Linked DNA regions of Mus musculus: region 2 is linked to region 1. The links are chromatin contacts, called in public Hi-C maps. All regions are on one chromosome and are shown on one strand. The core of a region is the stretch at or near the end of the contact, and the rest is flanking DNA. Distances in the headings are between cores, read along the strand shown.

Region 1 (5,388 bases), core at 2,464-4,963:
AGCAAAATATATAGCACTAACTGAAGTTAAGCTGCTCTGGATGAAAGGAGGTCTGGAGCCCCACCTGTGTGACTTGATCTCCCAGGGTGGACCTGACACCCATATTCCAGTTTCCCCATTCACAGATGAAAAAAGTAGATAACTGAGGTCACAGGGTACATACCAGTAGATCCCTGGCAGCCACTAAACCTGTAACCTTTCCACAGCACACCTACAGAAATCCCAAAGATCATGGGGGGAAAGAGTGTCAAGTCCACACTCTGGTGCTGTCCTTGAGTATGGGTGGACCAGCCAGCCCGAGGGCACGCTCACTGTGAATTTGTTCCACACAGGCATGTATGCCCCAAGACTGGTTTGGACAGGTAGCTAGAGGTGGCAAGGAGAGCATCTGCAAGTTGAAGCGATCAAGATGAATTCATTGTGTGTAGTGATGAGGATACTAAAGAAGACCTAGGGGGTGTTGGTCAGGACCAAGAATTAAGAAAGCCAATAATAAAGAAAATGAGTAACTGTCAGGACATGTCCCTGTTACTGAGGCACTCTTAGTCTGGGTGTGAATTAAAAGAACAGTGTGATAATGCTCAACTTCCTTCATCTTCAGATATGTTTGAGAAGGAGAAAAGAAGGGGATATTGGGAGGAAAATATTTAGTCATTGAGTATATAGTTTTATAAATTCGTAAAGTAATGTGTGGATATAGATGTTCTTTCTGAGAACATAGAGTACTTTATCCTAAACTCCTCTGAGAAATAAGGTGGGCAGAGAGTAAATACGACCTGACTGCCTGGATGATATAATGAGACTATCTTGTCAACCTAGCGTGGTAAGATAATTTTGATTAAATTTACTTCTTTGGATCAAGGCCATATATGCAGAAGGTACTTGATTGAATCGAAATGTGTGCTTAAAAGGAACGGTTTACATGGTTAAGGGCTAAGAGAGGCAGCCGTGAAGTAAAGCAGGTCACTTCACTGGGCAGAACAAAGGAAGAGAGAACACTGGGGAAAGACGGGCTAGGGAATTTGATCGCAGCTGGGCTAGGTGTGGTGTTTTGGATGCTTGCAGGACACGGTATTTTAAAAATAAGTACTGTCAAAAACTAGCCATCCTTCTCACAGATGTCTGTGATCCGGAAAGATGTTTTCAGAGTCAGAACAAAGCTACCAGGACCTGATTCACAGTTCCAGAGAGAGAAGAGAAAATGAACCATCATATTAGTGACATTCTATTTAAGGAAGAAAGCCAATTTTCTTTCAGGCTCTGATTATCTGGTTGCATGTGAAATTTTAATACTAGTTAGCCCTGATTGTAACAGCTAAACTTCTGCTAATTGACACCCTAATCTCACTTGCTTTTGTCTAGAATAGCATGCGTTGTTTTCAAGATCACTCTTCCTACGAATGGCTGTACTTTCTATGGTCATTTTAAAAATGTGCTGTGTACAGAATGCATCCCTCATTTGTTTACTTCACGGCTGGAAAAGCAGTAACCATGTGAAGAACCCAGCAACCTATAGACCTCATCACTTCTCAAGATTCATGGGTTTTATAACCTACTATGAATATATGAATCATGCAGCCCATTGCAATAAATCTTTTTTGTTTTTGTTGTTGTTTTGTTTTTCAAGACAGGGTTTCTCTGTATAGTCCTGGCTGTCCTGGAAACTCACTCTGTAGACCAGGCTGGCCTCGAACTCAGAAATCCACCTGCCTCTGCCTCCTGAGTGCTGGGATTAAAGGCGTGCGCCACCACGCCCGGCACAGTGAATCTTATATCTTCTTAAACTTCAACAGGATATTTAAACCATCGTGTCTTACAGCACTCCTCGTTCTGCTCCAACAGTCATTTCAGAGTGCTTTTGTCTTGCATTTCCTAGGGAGTATGTATCATGAGGCAAAGGCAGTAATTACCCAGACAGACTCTGAGTGCTAAGTGTTACTCAAACAAACCCAGTGCATGACATCCACAATAAAGAACAGGGAAACAAAGAAATTGCAGGGTTTCATTCCAACCCAACACCCACAGGAGAGCAGAAAGCACAAGGCAAAGCCATAAGTATTTATAGTCTCCCAGAGCTGTATGGAGAAAGTTCACAGGAAACAGTTAAAGATGCAGCAAGGAAGCTCCGTATTTAACAGGATCTCTTCGGATTCTTGCTGTTTTGTGCAATTAAGAGCCAAATGGAGAAATACGCTGTTACTAATCTTGATTTTAATAAAGTCTGGCTTGGAAGATAGCTGTTCCACCATGTGGGCTTCCACACCAATCCTACAAAGAAAACCTTCCTGTAGGAACTGTGGGTCTCACTTAGTTGGTCCCAGGGGTGCAATCTCTGTAAGCCCTTAGAGTCTCTCCTGTGTTTGTGCCTCCCTGGGGACCATTTGGGACAGAGAGGAACCCAAACAGAGGCTTTCTACTATTGTTGAAGTCAAGGCAAAGAGAACTAACTGTATGTGGCAGGGCTGCGGCCCACACATGGGATTTACTCTGCTATAGTCCAGCAATGCTGTACATCCAGAGACAAGACAGGCTACCAGGAGCCCCAGTAGAAAAGCTTCTTTCCTCAACTCCCACCCAAGAGGCGTCCTGAGGGTCAGTGACATTTCCACTGTCCAAACCTTGCACCAGAGAGTTATCTGCCTTTTTTATTTTGAACTATGAGTCCTTCAAGATGAGTCTTTCCCTCCTCCTGTCTTTATATACTGTGTGTCCCCTATATCAGCCACATCTGGTTCATGTCATGTTCACATTCGTGCCCTTTCCTTCCACAACTTTGTATACTCCTGAGAAGAAAAGCCTAGCTCTCGTTCATGATTGTCTTTTCTGTCTTAGGGATTTAATGATCATTCTAACAGAAATGCCATTCAGCAAACACTTCCTAGGTGCTTGGACACAGGTTGCAACGAATCGTCTCGAGTCTCTCAGCTCTGTGGCATGATGGTGAAGAACATGGGCTCATTGGCAGACCACTTATCTTCCAAGCTTTTCTCCCATGCTAGCCACCTAATGTGTTCAAAGCAGGCAGGATCCAAGAGGTCTAACAGCCTCAATTCCACTCTACCATTATGGACACCCACATACAGTTCATTGACTCACACCTATTTGTCTATGAGCCAAACTCATTATTATTCCTTGTCCTAAACAGTCCTACCTAACTCAACATATTTAGTTATTCAGAAAACCCATGACTAAAATTTAATTAATCACACCAGTCACAATAATTCTTCCTATTCATCAGGCATAATGGTGCACACCTTTAATCCCAGCACGTGGGGGGAAGAGGCAGGTAGATGTCTGTGAGTCTGAGGACCAGCCTGGTCTACAGAATGCGTTCCAGAGCATCCAGAGCTACATAGAAAGACCCTGTCTTGAAAAACAAACCAAAAATATTCTTTTTAATATTTTCTAATTTTAATCTTTTCATATTAGTGATCTTCACAGTTCTTAGTGCCATCCTTGTCAGGTCAGTGAGAAACTTCATCTTCCCCGTGAGGCAAGAGGAGCAAAATTACCCAGTATGCAGACAGCAGCAGGGGTACAACTAGACTCCTCATCGTCTACATCCATCGGTAGAAGGTTTGCCTCTACTTTGCCTTACCCTTAGCATTGTCCGCCTGTGTGAACAAAGTGACTACGCACACAGCAAGGACCAGGTGTTGTGCCTTTGATGCCTCTGGTTGTCGGTAACCATAGTAGTTGTCTCGCCTCGTGGCAAATGAGATCACCTGGCAAACACTTGCTCTCAAGATTTGAGCTGTAAGAGATGAGGCATTTTCCACAGAGGGCCATTAAGTCTGGAATTCCCTTCCCGTCGTCTGACAGAGCCCTGGAGGATTGGGCTTCTGGGGCTTCCGGGGCTCAGCAAACCACAATAGGTTAAGCTTGGCAGTCGGTCCTGTTTGATAAGAACTCTTAATGGGCAGGAAGAAAGTAGTAAGTAGACTCTGGGTCCTGAGTCATTTGCAAGTTTGTAGATTTCACTGTCGAACCCTCACGATAGCTCCCCAACTCGATACAGTTCTCTCTGAGAAGTGCACCTTTGCGCTGCAGTTCCCAAGATCGTGTTTCTGCATCCTTACATCATGTCACAAATGATGTGGTGAAGAAGCCTATAGGGAAGTTTTCGTTTCTTTTGCATAAACTATTTTGCAGTAATTGATCAGCCATAGAGAAAACATTTTCTCCTGTGCACTCAGCGTGAGTTCTGCGGTCACCAGAGACTAATAAGCCATGTCCCTGGAACTATTATCACTTTGTTGCAGAAGCTGCTATGTGAACAAAAACCAGCCTTCGTTAATTTCCCTTTTCGTATTTAAAAAACCTTGTCAATATTTTCCCTTTGGGAGTATGTAATTTGTCAATAGTGCATATTATTTTAGATATACAGAGGAAAGAAGCAGGGTGATATGTTCTTATTACTTTATCTTTTCCACCAATCTTCATGTCAGATAAGCTTCTAGTCAACAGAATAAGATTTTACAGTTTTATGTTGCTGAATACTCTTTTTATATTATAGAAATATAAAACTGGCCAGATAGGGAGCTTGCAGCCAAGCAGGATGTCCTCAGTTAAATTCCTGAGTGAGACCCATGTATTAAATGGAGCGAACAGACTCCCACAAGTTGTCTTCTGACCTCCATACACATATGTGACATATCCACACACATACCAACAATGAATATATGTATGTATAAGTGTATATGTTATACATATACATACATATAAATGTGTATGATTCATTTATTTATTTTATGTGTGTGTGATGGGAGGTGGGACAGGCTAGGGATGTAACTCAGATTGGTAGAATGCTTGCTTGCCTATCATGCACAAAGCCTGTTTTAGATCCTAAACATCAAATAACATGGGCATGGTGGTGCATGCCTATAATCCCAACATTCAAAAAGGGAAAAACAGGAGAATCAGATGTTAAGGGTCATTCTTGAAGACATAGGAAGTTCAAGGCCAGAATGGAACACCCTGTGACAAAAACAGAGAAGAGAGAGGGGGAAGGATAGAGAAGGAAGGGTTTTGAAGAGGAAGAAGGGGAGGAGGAAAAGAAGGAATGGAGAGGAAAAAGAAAAGTTTTAGAAATGTGAAATTTCTCTGGAGCAATTTGGATCCCAATCCTTCTCCTCCCGCTCTCCAACATCCGCACATAACTAGTAGAAGAGGTGATGTCTGCACTGGACTGACCTAGAGAGACAGGGAAATTTAATAAGTGTTTATTAAAGAATGCCAGATTTGTTCTAATGTTATAAAAGCCCTTAATGTCACATCTCTCTTCTACTGCTCAGTCTTCGCAGGTCAGTCTCCTCTGTGTGTGTAGAAAAAGTTGATCGCTGCACAAGTCGTACAGGATGGGTTTTGATTAAGTTTAGTTATCACTAT
Region 2 (5,231 bases), core at 2,112-4,611, 78 kb before region 1:
TTCACATGGACATTAATGTAAGGGGGGGGGGGGGGGGGAGACCCACCTATTAACCATCCTGTGGCCGCTGACCTTAGAAGGAGTCCACTCTGTCCCTGAGCCTCAGTTTCAGAACATTCCCTATTACATGGCTTCCACTTGTTACTTTGCAGTTAGGATCCATCAGAGAAGAAACAGTTGGGATCTTGACTCTTCCTGAGGAAACTCGGCACAGGGTTTGCATGTTCCCGAGACGTGAAAGAGTTAAACACCATGGTTGCTGTGTAGTGTCCCTAAATTGGGGGAGTAACTTTGTCCATCTTAGAAGTTCAGCAATGGTAGATCCCTTCTTCCCCCACATACTAATGCCATCAGGTAGGAGAAAAATACCAAACCTTAAACAACATTTTTAGGTGTTATACAATAAACCTCTCTACAATGACCCTGGGGTGTCTTCCTTAATGTCTATTCTTTTAGCGCATGTATAATGAAGACTTGAGAATCATTTTAATCATAGTTGCTAGTTCAAGACCTTGAAATCGTACCCTTGGTAAAATTTAATGGTTAAAATTATGTCCAAGAAGACTAGATATTTTAACTTGTCTTCAAGGTTCTCCACTAACGCCGAGCAATTGAAAGTGTCAACCTTTAGCTCTTGGGTTAATATTAAATGTTTCATATTTCTGTCCCTCTTTTTGTCTTTAAAGATACTGCTTTCCCTTCGGACGACCTGAGGGTGCCCTAAAAGCTACGCTCTCCTTACTTGAAAGGGTATGTATGAGGGTTTATAGATGTTCCTCGAGTTCTTGGGGGCTGGGTTCCAGCTGTTAAACTATGAGAGTCTTTGAGTTAGAACTTGTTGCCATGCCCACACCACGACTCCCATAACTTACCTTACTAATTTTCTCACTTCTCCCTACTACTTTCTTCCTCTATGGAAGCCTGTCTTCCACCACCCTATCCCAATACTGAGCTATCATTGCCTTTTAATGATATCAATCTCTGCATCTCACATACACACACACACACACACACACACACACACACACACACATCTCATGAGATATTTTGTTGTTTGTATTTTGTTTGTTTTGTTTTGTTTTGTTTTTTAGTTGTTTCTGTTTTCTAGGCCACTGCACACTTGCGTGTTATGGTCCTCTCAGAGTCACTGGTTTTTCCAGCACTTTTAGCCCTCATGCATGTTAGCATCGTCATGTAAAATGACAGCTATGTCGTTACTTTCCATTCGTTTCAAGCTCCACATCTGATGCATCGTCACATGCTTTATTCGAGTTTTTATGTTGTTAAATGCTGTGCATAGCTTTGGCTTTTTAAAGTGTTTATTCTCTTCTATTCCTTAAGGCAATTACAAATAAGTCAGTTCTTAAAGTTGCTTTACTTTCTGTAACTGCAATCCATCTTGAGTACCTCACACAACCTCTCTGAGTCCTGGTTTCCATGGCAGAGTCTGCTTCTCCTTCCCGGCAGGGAGGGGGTAGTGATCCAGACATGCCCCGTGACAGGTGGCAGGGTGATAGCGACCCTTTCTAGTTATAGTCACTAATCACATCTTCTACCGAACTGAAACAGAAATGCTACGAGCCATTTCTTTATTTTTCAAAAAAATCTCTCTTGACTTACTAGCAACTTTCAAAAGCAAAATAAAATCTGTAAGTGAATTTTTAACACCTTTAATGCTTTGGAAGAACCTCAGCGGATGCCGAAATGCATAGACAGAAACCAGGATTTAGTTCCTAGAGAATATGAAATAATATCTAAATCCTAGCTTCACCTCTGGGGCATACATATATATTCTATACATTTCTTGCTACTCTTTCTACTATTTGAAGTCTCTCAGTGTGAGAAGCTTAAGTAAAATTCATAAGCCTATATATGCAACAGCAGCATCTTGATGGTAAATTTTGGCAAAGGTCTCATTAAATATAATAATTTATATTCTATGCTTATACAAACATGTATAAGCATATAACCTGGACTTTGCACAGGTTTTTTGTTTTTTGTTTTTGTTTTTGTTTTTGTTTTCAGGCTACAAAGTATCTACTTTCTATTTCTGAAGTACCAAATATATGTCACAATTGAAATTGATAATAAAAGACCTGATAAATGATAAAGGTAGCTGACTTCAAGAAAGAAAAGCTTGCCTAAATACATTTGAAAATGCTGTCAGGGGTTATTGATGCTTGCATACTGGAACCAATTCAAGAGTGCTCAAAGATTGGTAAAAAGAGATTAAAATACTAAAGTTTCCATGGGTATTTCCAGGTTCTTTAGTGCTTATTGCAATTTAAGAGATTAGTAGAATACGTACTACACTTTAAAAAATCACCTTTATTACACTTTTCTCATATGTATCATTGTTTGAATATAAACAAAGCATAACAATTACATTAAACACATGAGAAAATAGTCTGCCTAACAATGACTCACAATTTACAATAGGAGTTGTAATGAAAAGTATTAATGTATTGTTAGAACACGTTTAAAGTTACCTTTTGAATTTGTTTATATAACTATTGGCTCCTTGTTAACAAAAAAACATGGTAAGGAAAACTGTCCAAGAATACATTTTAGGGACCCAGCAGAGAAAAACCTTCATTTTAATCTGAAACTGAAGGAAATGTCCCCATGTCAAGAGCTTGATCTCACATAAAGCACTTGTTCCACGAAGGCGAAGACGCCCCTTCCTCTTTTCATACTGCAGCACCCTGTCCGCAGCAGGTCACAATTAATAATGTCTCATTTGTAATCTTTACACTGCTCCAGAATTATGCCCATCCGTGCTAGAATTGTTTCCTACGATTTTTCCACATATAACTCAGAAGACCTGGGGCTCTTACCTGAGGGCTATACAAGACAAACTTTGTTTATCACTTATGCCAAGGGCTGTAATCCTGATCTGAAACAGCTGCTCTAATGGTGTCGTGGATCCCTGGAGGAGAAGTGACTGTCACCCTGAATCCTGGGGACCTGGCCTATGGGAGGTTTTGATGTTCACAAATGAGGCTTAGACAGGAGGAACCAATGCTGAAGGATTAGGTCCCAGTTGTGAAGTGCAGACTCATTACTTCCCACAAGTTACAGAAGGCCCCTCCCCCTTCCCAGGAACACTCAGGGCTGGGGCAATTTGTGTAATTTGTTTTTAGAATGTATTTTATGCAATGTCTCTCCTCTCTCCTTTTCCCACCCACCCTGCTTCTCTCTCCTCTCTGTAGGTTTTAATGAAAGACATTGCCACTCCTATCCCTGCGGAGGAGGTGAAGAAAGTGGTCAGAAAATGTCTGGAGAAAGCTGCCTTGATCAATTACACTAGGCTCACAGAATATGCCAAAATAGAAGGTCAGTGCCCTGAGCAATTGCTGAAGTGGCTGTGAGAGCCGACAATGCCTATTAACTGAATTTTCTATGAGAAGTCCTTTCCTTCCCTGAACAATCCTGTGCCGAGGCAAAGGGAAATGTCTCATTAAAATCTCAGCTGGCGAACTGAAGCGCTTTTTCCTATTCATCGCTTTAATATGCCTCCTGGGACTCGGCTTGAATGAAAGACCCAGGATCCATGCTTAAGTTGTCCTTTGTTCTTATTTTGAGTTTTCGAGAAACCAAAAGGTGTTTTCATGGGTTGTATTTTTTTGACATTACTGTAAGTATGTCTAACATTTAAACTATGGGCTGTGGATGCTTTGCTGATTGGTGTCAGTGTAGCATTATGTAATTTTATTTTCTGATCTGCACTGTCACTCGGTGGTGGAAGAAACTTGTTGATTGTTATGTGGGCTGGAGTAAGCGGGGAGAACTTCCTGCCGCTGTTAATTGCTGGCTCTATATTGATGCATTTGAAAGATTAGACCTCTTGAGAGGACTGTGCACTTTCTCTCTTTCTTCGAGCTTTATTCATTAAGGACACTGATATTTTAAATGTTTAGAGATAAGTAGATGGGAAGGTACAGCTGAGTCACAAGATCAGCTTTGATATTTCAGGCTTTTGAACTGGTTGACTTCAAAGTATCGGGAAAGATTTTAAGTTATTTGTTCGAATTGTCATGAAGCTGACATACATCACACAGGGGTCATTACCAGAAAGAAAGGAAAAGTTTGTGTTTTGTTAAATATTTATATCTTAAAATAAGAGGGAAGCCATCCTGTAGACAAAGATCAGTCACTTTTAGTATTTTTAGATTGTGCTTAGTGGACAGTTAATTTATAATTAATTGGTATTACAATAATTTTATAAATATTCAGCCAGTGGAAAAGAGAAATGTTGTCTTCCCTTTTTTTATCTCCAAATCTGGACAAGCTCTCTAACAAGCATGTGATAACCAACCTCCTGAGTGATTAACAAAAAAGCCATCTCATCACCATAGCAACCAATATTATATCAAGAGAGTAACAACATGAAACCTCCTTAGTTACCAGCTTAACATCATTAATTATGATATCATGTTGTGTTAAAGCAAACGCAGTGAACACTCGGTCGTTTGAAGGAAGTGGAAGATGAACACTTTGGTTTTCATTTGTGAATACTCGGTCCACGTAGCTTTCGTGTTGGGGAGTGTTGAGGGTTCCAAATGTGATTGAAAGAGCTTATCCATGAACCGACATTAAAACAGTTCAAGTATCTCAGAGGAAAGTGTGTGGGGATCTTTAGGCATTATAATACCTTTTGTACGAATATATTTCCAGTTTAAAATGTGCAGACAGAACTTTGTCTTTCTGAGCTCCTCTGGCAATGCTTTGCTGCTCTGCGAGAACTCTGAGATGGATGGCAGGCTCCCATTCACAGGTTAGCTCAGTGCTTTATGGTTGTAGCGCCCACTGGGAAGGACACAGAGGATCTTCTTTGATCCATACATGGAGATGTTTGTCCTAAAACCAAGTGGAGAGAAAGTAGGGACCCTCCCGTGTTCTCCTTTCCTGGAGTCTAATGAGACAATATTCTAGAAAAGTAATCTGCCGAATTACTGCCACGCTGCCTTACCTCAAAAACAAAAAACATTGCTCATCCACTGAGTAAAAACTTGCATGCTTTTTCAATTTCTGCTTCTACCCTTCCTATTCTGATTTTCATTTGTAAAAAGAAGAAAAGAAAGATGGGCTAGTTTTCTTTGCTTGCTTGGCCTTAAATTCTCTTTTCTTATGTTTTAGGGCCCGCAGAAAAGGAAACAGGTAATATGTCTCTGCATGCACGCGCCATTATTTCAAATGTGGTGGTATATGATATTTTAGAAATATTTCTT

Evidence for each region. Hi-C and Micro-C count contacts between places; a contact is called where the count stands out from the background.
Region 2: a Hi-C map of olfactory sensory neurons shows a contact between it and region 1, with 2.7 times the contacts expected there. The contact joins two enhancer-like sites. A contact is called at or near these places in 3 of 484 Hi-C or Micro-C datasets (embryonic stem cells, nephron progenitors and olfactory sensory neurons) and 2 of 9 other capture datasets (adipose tissue and embryonic stem cells).

Annotation. Positions count from the first base shown.
Region 1 is chr6:23,302,781-23,308,168 of GRCm38.p6, reverse strand. All of the region lies in intron 25 of Cadps2 (Ca2+-dependent activator protein for secretion 2), which reads left to right. Among named protein-coding and RNA genes, the nearest start is that of Fezf1, 57 kb to the right of the region's middle. Within about 2 kb of position 3,713, at least 2 of the 459 cell types and tissues checked have an H3K27ac peak or open chromatin away from gene starts, as enhancers often do. A contact at or near this core is called in olfactory sensory neurons, where this site is marked.
Region 2 is chr6:23,380,986-23,386,216 of GRCm38.p6, reverse strand. It overlaps Cadps2 (Ca2+-dependent activator protein for secretion 2), which reads left to right. Exons shown (of 30, transcript NM_153163.4): 15 at 687-750; 16 at 3,213-3,336; 17 at 5,140-5,160. Among named protein-coding and RNA genes, the nearest start is that of Fezf1, 140 kb to the right of the region's middle. Within about 2 kb of position 3,361, at least 22 of the 459 cell types and tissues checked have an H3K27ac peak or open chromatin away from gene starts, as enhancers often do. A contact at or near this core is called in olfactory sensory neurons, where this site is marked.